Linked DNA regions of Mus musculus: region 2 is linked to region 1. A link is a contact called in public promoter capture Hi-C data. All regions are on one chromosome and are shown on one strand. Each heading gives the region's core, a stretch centred on a gene start, on an enhancer-like site or on the middle of the called end of the contact. The rest is flanking DNA. Distances are from core to core; before and after follow the strand shown.

What was found. Capture Hi-C pulls out chosen DNA fragments and counts their contacts.
Region 2: a promoter capture Hi-C map of adipose tissue shows a contact between it and region 1. The contact joins two enhancer-like sites. A contact is called at or near these places in 2 of 115 datasets of contacts at active chromatin or transcription factors (embryonic stem cells and pancreatic cancer cells) and 2 of 9 other capture datasets (adipose tissue and liver).

What each region holds. Positions count from the first base shown.
Region 1 is chr11:53,901,203-53,907,910 of GRCm38.p6, reverse strand. No RefSeq gene overlaps it. Among named protein-coding and RNA genes, the nearest start is that of Slc22a5, 13 kb to the right of the region's middle. Within about 2 kb of position 3,555, at least 98 of the 459 cell types and tissues checked have an H3K27ac peak or open chromatin away from gene starts, as enhancers often do. A contact at or near this core is called in adipose tissue, where this site is marked.
Region 2 is chr11:54,123,942-54,130,649 of GRCm38.p6, reverse strand. It overlaps P4ha2 (procollagen-proline, 2-oxoglutarate 4-dioxygenase (proline 4-hydroxylase), alpha II polypeptide), which reads right to left. Exons shown (of 16, transcript NM_001136076.2): 10 at 5,923-5,993; 11 at 5,605-5,704; 12 at 4,834-4,887; 13 at 4,353-4,412; 14 at 1,534-1,602; 15 at 1,088-1,184. Among named protein-coding and RNA genes, the nearest start is that of Gm12223, 15 kb to the left of the region's middle. Within about 2 kb of position 3,054, at least 56 of the 459 cell types and tissues checked have an H3K27ac peak or open chromatin away from gene starts, as enhancers often do. A contact at or near this core is called in adipose tissue, where this site is marked.

The DNA of each region.
Region 1 (6,708 bases), core at 2,306-4,805:
TTCCTGGTTTCTCTGGAGCTCTGTAGGCATAAGAACTTTTGTACAAGGCTTGCAACTTATAGTTTTTATTTATTCATTGGGAAATTTATACATGTGTACATTTTATTTTCCAAATTAACCCCTCGGATCTCCTTCAAGTTTGGATTCCTCACCATTCCCCACCCCAATACTTCATGTCCTCTTTCATCTTTTATATTTATATTTTATTTTATAACCCACTGAGTTCAATCAGTGCTGCCCACATAAGCATGGGTGTGAGGCCAGCCACTGGAACAGAGTCAACTTACAAGGGACCACACCCCTAAAAGGATGACTGTTTCCACCCGCAGCTAGCAGCCCTCAGTAGCTGCTCAGCTAGGTCCACTTGAAGCTGACTGACTTGAACTAGACTAACTGGCCGGCAAGCCCTAGACATCCTCCTGTCTCTACCTTTCTGTCACTGAAATTACAGACAAGAGTGACGTATCTGCATCCAGCTTTTGAAAAAGTTTGAATGCTAAGGACAGATCTCACATCCTCATGCCTGCACAATACTAACTTTACCAAGCCTGCCACCTTCCTAGCCCCTCATTGGCCTTCTTTGTCTTTGTTGGAGTTATGAACTTGATGCCTAGTGCTCAGCAGTGTCTGACAGTCCCATCAAGAGACATGTGATGTCCCTCCACTGAAGGTTGTAATTCATCCTCTGCTTCATAGTGAGGTCCAGACTAGCATGAGCTACAAAAGACCCAGCCAAAGAAGAAGAAGGAGAGGGGGTTGGGGGGAGGGGGAGAATGTTCCTTTTCCCTGTGTTTTGTTTTACGCAGGCTTTCGGGGTGGTGTCTGTCCACGCAGGCAAGAGTGGGTCTTCTTGCTCAACAAACTGACTCAAGTGCTTTCTAGTTTCTACTTACTTCTAGAACAAACCCTCTCAGAAACACCAAAACACAATGCTCTGCCCACTATCTGGACATCCGTACCAGTGAAGTCAACATATAAAATCGATTTCATACAGAGCAGAGTTCTAATTTGGACCTGCAGCGTACTACCATATACTAACCACAGCAACAGAATGGAATGGATACTACACTTCTCTTCTGCTTCTCTGCGAAGTGCTCACCTTCGGTCCCACTCCTCAGGAGGCAGAGGCAGGCAGACCTCTGTGAGTCTGAGGGCTATCCATTGTATAAAGAGCCCCAGGCCAACCAGGGCTATATAGAGAAAGCCTGAAGCAAACAAACGAATATCTGCAGAATCAGGACCTGAGAGGATGGATCAGAGATGAGCCACTCTCCCAGAAGACACAAGTTCAGTTCCTAGCACCCACGTCAAGTGGCTCACAACTGCCTGTTGCTCCAGGTCTAGGAAATCTGATACCTCTGCCTTCCTAGGACACTTGAACCCATGAGCACATAGCTACACACAGACACAAATATACACTTCATTAAAAAATAAAATCTCTTTTAAAAACCACCAGAAAATAACCCTAGAGATATGAGTGTGAGGAATTGGAACTTTTGAAGTTGCTCATGAGAGTGTCAATATGTACACATACCTACATATGTACACACAATTGGTGGATGGAGCAAACTCCAACATATACCAGACAAGCTTCACATATATACATACATACATATGTATAGTTGATGGGTGAAAGGAATAGTGTTCTAACCTCCCATTCACATAAACCTTACACATATACATACATACACATAGTGGATGGATGGATGGATGGATGGATGGATGGATGGATGGAATGCTCCAACCCCAAAACTTTATTCTTTCTTCCATACCTTATATATCCCAGCAAAATCTTTTAAGCAGTACAAAATTACAATGTGATTGCATTCTAGTTTTCTTCTAGTGAATGACTATGAAAAAAACGGATGTTCCTCAATACCTTTACAAGAAATAACATTACGTAGTACAGGTAAAGAAAATAAATTATTCCCAAGAACCCACATGTATTCTTGGGAGCAGAGGCAGGCAGATTTCTGAGTTCAAGGCCAACCTGGTCTACAGAGTGAGTTCCAGACCAGCCAGGGCTACACAGAGAAACCCTGTCTCAGAAAAAAAAGAGAAGAAAAGAAAAAAGACAAGACAAGACAAGACAAGACAAGAAAAAGAGGAGTGTGAAGGCAGCAAGCAGAGTAAAACTCCCTAACATGAAGTCTTCAGGACACGTGGTCCTTGGGGCCATGCCACACAGAGGCTCACCCATGTGGCTTTGATAACCAGTGGGCCACATTCCATGAGTTCTAAAGCCATATATCATTTCTCCTTCGTGGCCCTTGCAATGTGTCAGTCATTTGTTCCAGAGGATTTTTTGTTGTTGTTGATTATAAGGGATGACTACTTGCTGCTGACATTGGGGCATTGTTGTTGGGGACCCAAGAAAGCTGGGATGCTAGCCAAGGCCAGGAAGAGCAAGCCTTCAAGAAGAGACTTCCCCGGTGCCTCTTCTGGTCTGCAGAGGGTCATTGTCCCTGTGCCTGATGTATGTGTGTGCTTCCTTACTCCTGGGAAAGGCCTTTCTTAGCTGTTCTTTCAGTCTTCCCTGTGTACCTGTTGCCCTTGACTTTTTCCTACCTGTAAGTTCTTTAGCTGGGAGAGAAAGTGAACCAGACCAAGACCCCTAGACAGTAACAGCACTAGCCTAGCCATGCCACCATTTTACACACACACACATCTACACATATCTGTGTTTGTATTTGATAGTGAGGATCAAACCCAGGGCCTCATATATCCCAAGTACATACTGTATCACTGAGAGCCCCCAGATATCTTCCATTTCACCCATTTTTCTCTCTATGGATGCCACACAGTTCAGAGCACCAGAAGCTCTTGCCTGTGTTGCTATCATGGCTTCCTAACCAGTAGGCCTGTCTTCCTTCTTGTCAATTGTAATGGTTAACAGTGTAGGGGCATTCTACACTGTTGCCTTTAACATCTGTTAGGGTTTTCTACCCTGCTTCAGACCATTTAGTCCCCAAATAAAAGACACAGAAACCTTTAGATTATAATAAGCTTTAAAGCACTACGCTGTCTTGTCTGCTTCCCCACCACAATCCCCATAAACACTTGCATCTGCCCCATTTGCACCGTTCCTGATTCATCAGACCAGCCCTCGTGGCCACGTGCTCATGATCCACCCCATGGTGGCTGCCTTCTCCTCCCCCTCTCCTCACTCTCTTCTCCCTCGTGGTCCCTACCTGAGCCCCCCAGCCTGTGAACCCTCACTCCAGCTCCCTCTCTTCTGTCCAGCCCAGGCTGTAGACATCTTTATTAACCAATCAGGAGCAACTTGAGAGGCAAAGTTTACACAACAAAAGCTAGCGTACGTGGGAATTCGCTCTTCTTCGGTCAAGCAGACCTTGGGGTACAGAATCTAACATTTGAATACGAAGAAGCACCAGACCAACCTCAACGGTCAGTTTCTCACACCACACACACACACACACACACACACACACACACACACACACACACACACTTTGGACTGACTACAGGCACTCCCAGGTGCTTTTCTTCTCCTGCCAGCATGCGTGACCTCTGCCCCAGGCCTGCTCGATTTGATTGCTGTGTCCCTGCCACGCCTCCCTTCCGTGACCCAAACATTCCAGACACTTCCTCTACCGTACACTCAGTTCTCATGCTGTTCTTTTGCTCGGCACATTCCTTCGGGTCTTTGCAGGAGCCGTTCCTTTTCTTCCTTGTCGCTCAGCTGGAGACAACACCTTCTAGAACAGTTGTACCCCTCACCATTCACTGTAAAGGCAGACGCTTCCTTCATCAGCCTCCTGTCTTGCTCATTCTTGACACTGGACTCTGTGTGAAATCTCTGCTTACTCTTATTGTAAGCGTAAGTGTATTGTATGCCTCCTACCTGGCAACTCCAATGTGAGTGTCCAGAGAATAAATATCACATTTCTCAATCAATTCCCAGAGACCATGAGTGCCCTGCAGTAGCCTATTCAGACCTTGTCATTGCCAGGAATCAAATTACGTGAGTGACTCAGTGTTCCTGCTGTGTCTGTCCCACATAGGCACCAAACTTTGGGGAGACTCATCTTTCTTTTATGCGTTTATTTGTCTTTGTCTTGTTTTGTTTTCGTGTATGAGAAAGGACCCCAGTATAAGTCAGGGAGGGAGGAAGACAACATATGCTCACCCTTTAGTGCAGAGAGATGGGAGGATAAGAGGGTAACCCTCATAAGGAGGAGCAGGGGATGTCATTTAAGGCTTAAATCATCTCTGAAAAATGCTGGAGGAGTCTCAGAGGAAAGCAGAAGCAGCCTTTTCATTGAGGTCTTCTCCACTTACGTGTCCAGAAGCAGGGACCACAGCCATTCTACTTCTCCCTCGGGGTCACCCTCTTCCTTGTACAGATAAGAGTGCTGCAAAGCTCGAAAGGCAGAGATCCACTTATGTGGGTTAAAAGTCAGCATTTCCAGGAGCGGCTGAGCTCCAGTCCTCCATCTCCGGCACCACTGACTGCGCCAGCTAAGGCCCTCTAAGGGAAAAGGTTCCCCTGGACAGGACTACCTCAGGAGGCCACTCGTCTTCCGGAGGCAACTCAATTTGATCAAAGATTTTGCCCAACTGGTCTGCTCCAGAGTTTGCACAGAAGAGAGGCTTTCCACAAAACACTTCTTCAAAGATACAGCCAGTGCTCCATGCTTACACAATTGTTGCTTTTCTGGCTTCAGGTCTCTGTGAATCACTCTATTGGCTTGAAGAAAATCTAGCCCTTTTCCCTTTCTGCCCGGTACCACCATGCCATCCAGACTGAGGAAGACCCGGAAGCTCCGGGGTCACGTGAGCCACGGCCAGGACCGCATCGGTAAGCACTGCAAGCACCCAGGAGGCTGCGGGAAGGCTGGATCCATGCATCACCGCAGGATCAACTCTGACAAATATCATCTAGCTTACTTTGGGAAAGTTGGCACTACCACTCAAAGAGGAACCAGAGCTTCTGCCCAACTGTCAACCCGGATAAATTGTGGACCTTGGTCAGCGAGCAGACGCGGGTCAATGCAGCATAAAACAAAACTGGAGCTGCTCCCATCATTGATGTTGTTCGATCAGGCTACTACAAAGTTCTGGGCAAGGGAAAGCTCCCTAAGCAACCTGTCATCGTGAAGGCCAAATTCTTCAGCAGAAGAGTTGGAGAAGATTAAAGGTGTTGGAGGTGCCTGTGTTCTGGTGGCTTAAAAGCCACGACGGAGGTTAATTAAATGCTAACATTTTCAAAAAAATAAAAAAGAAATAAAATAAAAAAGAAAGAAGAGAAGAGAAGAGGAGAGGAGAGGAGAGGAGAGGAGAGGAGAGGAGAGGAGAGGAGAGGAGAGAAGAGAAGAGAAGAGAAGAGAAGAGAAGAGAAGAGAAGAGAAGAGAAGAGAAGAGAAGAGAAGAGAAGAGAAGAGAAAATCTAGGCACTGACATATCAGATCCTTGATGGTCTCAACTGGCAAGACTTGGGCGGGGGTGGGGGCGGGGGGGGGGGGGTTCTTTGTCCGGGTGTATCCTTAGGTCCTAGTCAATATGCTCAAACACTTGATGTCTGAATCAGTTCAGGAAGTATCATAGACATCCACATATTGTGCTGATGGGAAAGCCCCTCTAGCTCCTCCTCCATTCGGAACTCTCTCTCTTGAGGGCCACAAAGGATCCACTGTAGGGATCTCAGACCTTATACACCATCTCATAGGCACCAACACCAATTTCAGCCCCTGGTTCCCATAGAGAGGTAACTAACTATTCTCTGAGCAAGGAATCCTTATTCCTGGCCAAGAACTGTAGAGGTGACTCTTTATCAAGGGTTATACTTCACATTTCAGGCAGCTGTAACCCAAAATGAGTGAGCTCAAGTTATTACTGATGTTAATAGTATTGAATTCTTTTCTTTTCTTTTCTTCTCTTTTCTTTGTGTATGTGTGTTTAAGTGTGGGTGTGTGTATGCATGGGGTGTGTGTGTGTGTGTGTGTGTGTTTGTGTGTGTGTGTGTATGCATGGGGTTTGTGTGTGTGTGTGTGTGTGTGTGTGTGTGTGTACATAGGAGATAGGTGTGTATATGAGGTATATATGTGGGGTATATATGTATGTGTTTGCACATAGGGTGTATGGGGTGCAAATTATGTTTGTATATATATGAAGTATTTATATGTATGTATATGGCAAATGCATGTGAGTGTGTCTGTATATGTTCACATGTGTTCAAATGCAGGAATTCAGGTGTCTTCTGGTATTATTTTCCAATGTTTTGCCTTGAGATAAAACCTTTCACCAAACTTGGATCTCATCTTTATGGCGACACTGTATAGGTCCTGTGTTGTTTTAAAAACTAAATCCCAAACATCGATTTTACCAAATGAAGACTGTGGTGAAAGCCTAAATGTCCTTCAACACAAAGACACCCCTCCCCCTTCTGTTCACTTATGTCACTCCCTGTCAGCCGGTTGTTTGCTCTCCTTCTTCACCTGGGATTGACTTTATTTAGCTCTTGGATTAAAGGTGTGGGCTAGGTCTGAGCCACAGCACACAGTGAATTCAAAGCTCTAGGATCAAAGGCTGAGCCACACCACGGTAAGAAACAGCTTTTTACAGTTCAAGCTCCTGGGCTTTGCAATTTGATAACAAGAAAGCTAGGCTGACTCCATGACAGGCTTCAAACTGGCAGTTCAGGAGACTAGGCCTAAGAACTAGTCAAGTCCAGGCAAGCCCATAGAA
Region 2 (6,708 bases), core at 1,805-4,304, 220 kb before region 1:
GTGGGCACCCCAGCTGAAACACTGTCCCTGCCATGTCACAGGCATGGACCATGAGTGTTCCTCAAACATGGGCTCTCTCAAGGGATACAAAAGTAATGCAGAGCAGATGATATAGCTCCTGTTATAAGCTCCATCTGAGCTTAAACCCCAGAGCCCACATCATGGAAGGAGGGAAACCAGTGTTTCAAATTGTCCTCTGTCCCTCACACACATGCCATGGCACTTACACAAACACACACACACACAAACACACACACACACACACACACACACACACACACATTTTTAAAAGTAATGCACTACTAAAGACAGATTTTAAAATACAATTTAATACCTGTACTTAACTAAACAAACTGTCTAGAAGACTTAAGACTAATAGCATATGTAGCGAAATGATAAACTTTAGTTCTTATTAACTCACAGTGCTCACATGTAGACTATCTGTGCTATGCTTTCGACACCTAGTAGATTAGACTTACACTGGTCTTTCTCCTCCTGAATCGGCAACGACCAAATTTTCATTTGTTTATTTTACCTTTTCTGTGAGCCAATCACTATTTATCGCCCAAACTCCAAGAGTTCTAAACGCATGTGGTCCCTTCCTGTCACGTTCTAGGCCGTTTCTAGTTCTCCACAGCAACTTAAAGGATGAGGCTAATATTCATCTTCTCTGGTCTGGTCCCAACCTCCAGTCTCACCTCTTGGCTCCAGTCTCATCTCAGACCTGTCCTTCTTCAGGTGACAAGGACAGTCAGTCTCCCACCCTGCTACCTAAGATGCTGGTTATAGCCACACAAGTCTTGCTTGCCCTGGACAGACACCTCCCAGCTACGCTCCCCTAAAACCCTTGCCAGAGACTACACTGGACCTATGGTGCTCATGCAGCCCGGGCTGCCTCAGCTCTCTGAGCATCTCTGAGTGTCAGCAGACAACTGCAGGAGCTCTGGCTGGGTGGTACAAGCCAGAGAAAACCTTTTGTGATGAACAGAACTGAACGCAGTTAGCTGTCGTCTCCGCTTCTGCGCCTAAGGCCAACCATCAAATACCAGGTTGAGGCACTATCCACACTACCCCTCAAGCCACTCACCCCACTTGCAGCCCACAAGCACAGGGCAGGCTGCATGTCTCGTCCGATAATCACCTTCCCCACTGCGAAGAAGGTTGTACCAGAATACAGCTGTGCCCTGCGAAAGAGATGAGCTGTCAGAGCACACCCTAAAGATTACTCACAAGGACATGCTCCAAGAACCCCTCACCCTTTGACAGAATGTCCCTCCTTTCCTGTGTTTGGGAGATGGGGCTCTGGGACTCCGAAAACTAAGTTCTTAAAAAGTACCTATCCTTCAAATGGAAGGAAGTTTAGAAACTACCTGCCCTGAAGGGTCTTCCTTACCATCCCTTCTCCCTGGGTAGAAGTTCAGGGTGCAGGTGGGAAGGAATTAAGGTACATCACATTGACAGTCAATAGCACTGGGGGACAGGGACAAGGTCTGAGGCCTGCATCAACGTGTGACCCTGAAGAGTCACACTTACCTTCTTGGGCCAAATAGCAGCTCCCAAGTCAGGAAAGACGGTGGCACCACCAGCTTCGACATCGCTCATCTGGGAACATAAGGCAAAGAGCTTGGTCCCTCTGGTCAAGGATGGCAGGCGACCCTGAGGGGCTCTGCCTGGAGGCTCTGCTCTATGGCTATCCTCAGCCAAGAGAGACTTCCCACACACCACAAAATCTGTGGGGTTCATCAGGACAGTCTCTATGGTTGGATGTCCAAGAGCTAAAGGCCCCAGAAGCCCCACAGTCAGGCTGTCCTTGAATGGGAACAATCCAAGCCTATTTTAAAAATGACTATCTTCGTCTAGAGAGACATCTCAGTGGTTAAGAGCATTTGCTGCATATGTAACAGAAGATGGCCTAGTCGGCCATCACTGGGAAGAGAGGCCCCTTGGCCTTGCAAACTTTATATGCCCCAGTACAGGGGAACACCATGGCCAAGAAGTGGGAGTGGGTGGGTAGGGGAGCAGGGTGGGAGGAGGGTATAGGGGACTTTCGGGATAGCATTTGAAATATAAATGAAGAAAATACCTAATAAAGTTGGAAAAGAAAAAAAAAAACAGCGTTTGCTGCTATTACACATAACCCAATGTAAGAGCACTTGTGGAGGCTCACAACCATCCGTAACTCCAATACCAAGGGATCTGATGTCCTCTTCTGGCCTGTGGGCACCATGCATGCACGTGGTACATGCAATATATATACATACATATATATATACACACATACATACACACACATATGCAGGCAAATACTCATACGATATAAATACATCTGAAAAAGAAAGAAACTAAGGAAGGAAGGGAGGGAGGGGAGGGAGGGAGAGAGAGAAAAAGAAAGAGAGAGAAAGAGAGAGGGAAAAGAGAGAGAAGAAAGAAAGAAAGAAAGAAAGAAAGAAAGAAAGAAAGAAAGAAAGAAAGAAAGGGAGGAAGGAAGAAAGAAAGAAAGAGAGAGAAAAGAGAGAGAGGAGAGGGAGGGAGGCAGAGAGAGAGAGGGGGGGGGAAGGAAGGAAGGAAGGAAGGAAGGAAGGAAGGAAGGGAGAAAGAGAGAATAAATGCCCACCTTGACTCCATCTTGAACCCTCACCCAGCCGTGCCTTGCTTACGCCACTGTGCTTAGCCACTGCTCTGGGCAGGAGCTCCCCATGGCTCCCAACCTCAGGAGCATCCCTTTCCCTGTGTGGCTGTTTTCCTGGCTCTCGCTGCTCTCATCAGACTTTCACCTTCCCAGAATGCCACTCTGCCTCTCCTATGGTACTAAATTACACTTTTACTTGAAGTGGGTTTTGTTTTGTTTTATCTTGCTTTTGGTTTGTTTTAGTTTTCTGTTTTGTTTGGTTATACTATAATAAAATATGGCCTGTAAGGTAACAAAAATTAGTGCTAAGAAAAAAAAGAGGGAAACCCCTAGAGCTAAAAATTCCCCAGTATGGCGCACACCAGTCTGACAGAAGAGGCAGGCACTCAGCAGGCTCACGATAAGAAAGATGACAACACCCAGTGGCTTCCCCAGTGCTAGGGTTCCAATCCAGAGAGTCTCCAAGTCAGTCTCCCCTGCCTCTCTCTCCAGACACACTAACCTTTGTCCATTTCCCAACATCTCAGACATTTTCTCTTCCAGGCCCCCACACTCTCCTCTTTGCCATAAAAAAAAAAGTTCCACAAATTTCCATTTGACTTTCAAGTCATAACTGACATGTTATTTCCTAAATGAGGCCTTTACTAAACCCCATGCCTGGGCAAATTCGTCAGTGTTTGTCTCCATGGGAACCAAGTAACACTCTCTCCCATGCTTCTATCGAGTCTCCCAAGTCGGATCGCAGATGTTGCAGTGGAGACCACATAGGACCTTGTCAGCAGTGTGTGTGCAGGGCAGACCTCCAGCACATAATTAAAACGTAAAGAGGAATAAGCAAGCTTCCTTTCTAAGCCCCTTGACTCGGCTTCCTTAGACTGAGCTGCTCCAGCGGGGAAAGGGAAGCAGAAGCCTACAGATGGGCGGGGTAGCAGGAGGGAAAATGGCCAACCACACTAGCAAACAGAGGCCGTTATCTTTTAAAAGCCCCTCCCTGCTTCCCGTGCACTTTGCCACCAAGACAGAGCCTACCAGGGCTCTCATCCCCAAAGCTCAGAGTAGAACTGTGTCCACCAAAGGGAAGCAGAAGCAGCCACCACACAGACATCTGTTTAGGAGAGCGGACTTGGCATCAGGCAGTGAAAAGCACAGAGGGTTCCAGGCGTCCCCTTTGATGCGGTTCATGTGGGCTCAGAAAGCAGGATGGGGGTGGGTAAGGGACTCTGGAAGTACTCTTTAATAGAAACAGAGTTTCCATTTTACGAGGTGAGAAGAGCTAGGGTAACAGATGGTAAATGGTCCACATTAGGGATGGATTTAATAAATGTCACCAGAACACACCAGAAAATTGTTACGATGGTAATTTTTATGTTATGTATATTTTTACCACAGCTAAAAATAATAATGATGTTGGGGGGTGGGGAGCCAGGGAGTAGCAGAGAGACAAGCACACCGGTGAGGACAAAAGCCAACCCTCTCTACTCTAGGCAAGAAGGGCACCGAGGATCCACTAATTAGCAGCTGATGCCATGAGCCCTGATGGGGGTGGGATACGGAGCCCGGTGGCCCCAGGGTCTCCACGGGGCCCATCAGATACGTGCATCATACTCACGTAGTTTAGAAACGTGGCCACACGGTTCCCAGTCCCTAAACGCTTGAAAGCATCTTGCTCATCGCTCTATAAAATTAAGTGAGAGTGAACAAAACCGCCCAGCCCAGTACTTACATAGTTAAGAAACGTCGCTAACCTATTGCCCTCCGTTTTGAGGCCGCTGTCAAAGGGTCGCTGCAACAGACAACAACTTTTATCCAAGTTTCCAACTAACTTGCCCGCCACCCAAAGGACTGGGACCAAAAGGGTCAGGGGAAGGTGGCAAGTTTGCCTTCCCTTGAGAAACCAAGAATGGGACAAGGTAATACAGGGAACCCCACTCAGAATACAACAATGGGGACCAGGGAGAGGCAAGAAAACCCTTTACAGGGACCTAGAGAAGTCCTTGACTTTATTATCAAGCCAAAGCACCCACACATCAATTGGATGCAACCAGGCTCCACTGGGCTCTGCAGGTGCTTTGCCAGCAGCACAGAATTTCCCCTTTCACTAGGTAGGTGGAGGAGGGATGCCGTGGGAGCTGAAATGTTTCTAGAAGCTCCAACCTTCTCAAACCAGCCAGAGAGGAGCCCTCCAAAGACGATCGGAGCCTTACCCTTGAGAAGTCAAAGTGTGGTTCGTACTGTCCCCCCATTCCGTAGTTTGCGACCTGGAGAGGGATTACAGCGTTGCATTTGCCATCAGTCTGAACAGCCCCGCGGCAGCCCGACTCCCCAGGGATGCCATCTCCCTAGGCCTGAGCACAACCCCCAAGCTTTGTGTGTGCATGTGTGTTCTTTATGTATGTGGTGTATGGATATGGTGGTGTGTGCATGCAGGGGCCAAAGAAGGATGTCGTGTGTTCACTCTATCATGCTCCACCTTATTCCCTTGAGACAATGAACCTGAAGGTAAGCTGACATCCAGCAAGCCTCCTGTCCGTGTTCTCTCCACAGCAGCTGGGGTGACAGTAAAATGCATAGCCACACTCAGTTTTTTGTCTGGATGCTGCAAATATGAAGTCAAGGCTCATACGAGCAGACATTTGTTCCCCTGTTGGTGGTACTGTGTGGGGAGGCTGGAATCTGGAACCTGGCTAGCCTAAGGGGGTCATGAAGATTATATCTTCTGTTGGTTCTGGCCAGGCCTCTGGTTTCTGAATCAGCAAGATGTGAACAAGCTCTGTTGCAAGCTCCCGCTGCTAAGCCTCCCCATGGTGGACTGAGACTGTGAGCCGAAGCGGATCTCCCCTCTGTCAGTTGGCTTCTGTCAGGTCCTTTCATTAGGAACATAACTAATGCAGAGGGTGAGCCTTCTCTCGCAGCCTAAGCACTTTGGGAAAACACCTCGCCCAACAGAAGTCCTCCAGCCCCAGGGACCAACCCACCTGCAATAGCTCTGCAGTCTTCACCGTTAGCCCGGTGATATGTTGCATCCGCCGGTTGACCCGGGCCACAACAGGGTCGTCATCCTCCTCTAGCCAGGAGCTGGGCAAAAGAAAAGAGCAAAGATGAAAGGCATGGACAGGCTTAGATGATGTCCTCTGAGCCCAGTCAAGGCCAGCACTCACGGGCAACAGGCTAAATGCTACGGAGAGCGAGGCAGAGCAGCAGGCTGGATAAGGTGGCATTGGCATGCTCTTGCATCCTATGGGAAGCTCCAGGGTTGGGCTTGACCAGCTACCCCACCCCATCCCACCACTCACCTTTTGGAAACTCTGTAGCTGGCAACAGTGAGGACACCTGTCTTGGGGTCACGCACAGTGGCTCGTGCAAGCTGAAAGGGAGAAAGAGAGGAATCCTTCTTGGTGTTGGTGTTTTCCCAGAGAACACGGAGGGCACACAGTAGGGCGACGGCTGCAGAGACTGACTCTAGCCAAGGTCCCATGATGCTATAGTCTAGTCTCCACTTTCCTCTGTGCTCAGAGGCCTGGCACACCCTCCTTGCTCACTACCCCCACCCCCACCCCCACCCCCACCACCTATCAGGTCTATGCTGCCGGCACTGTTGTGCTTATGAACTCTGCTTGGTTCATGCATTTATATTCCCTGAACAAGGCCTTCCTTGACAGGCCCACACAATAGTCTGGGCTTTGATGATTCCACAACACTCAGACTCAACCTGAGGCTTCTCTTGACTTGGTCAAGTTTTCCCACCCTTCTGCCAAGAAGCTATCCAAATACTGTCTGCTGTGCCTCCTGCCTTGCTGGGCTCCCACTACTCAGCAAGGAGACAGTTTCCAGTCTCTTGGGGCCCTCCTAGAGTCAACAAAGTAAACAGCAGGAATCTGAAGTATGTGGGTGCAGAAGCCACCCATTATGGGCAAACCATACATACACACATGTGCACACGTACACACAAACACACATACACACACCCTTTACCCTAGTTCCCAGTCTCCGTATAAAGGCTTAGCAAGTACTGCCAGCAGGGATAGACGTGTCTACAGCAGGATACAGATACCTTATCTGTGGTGTGGACTGTCCTAGTG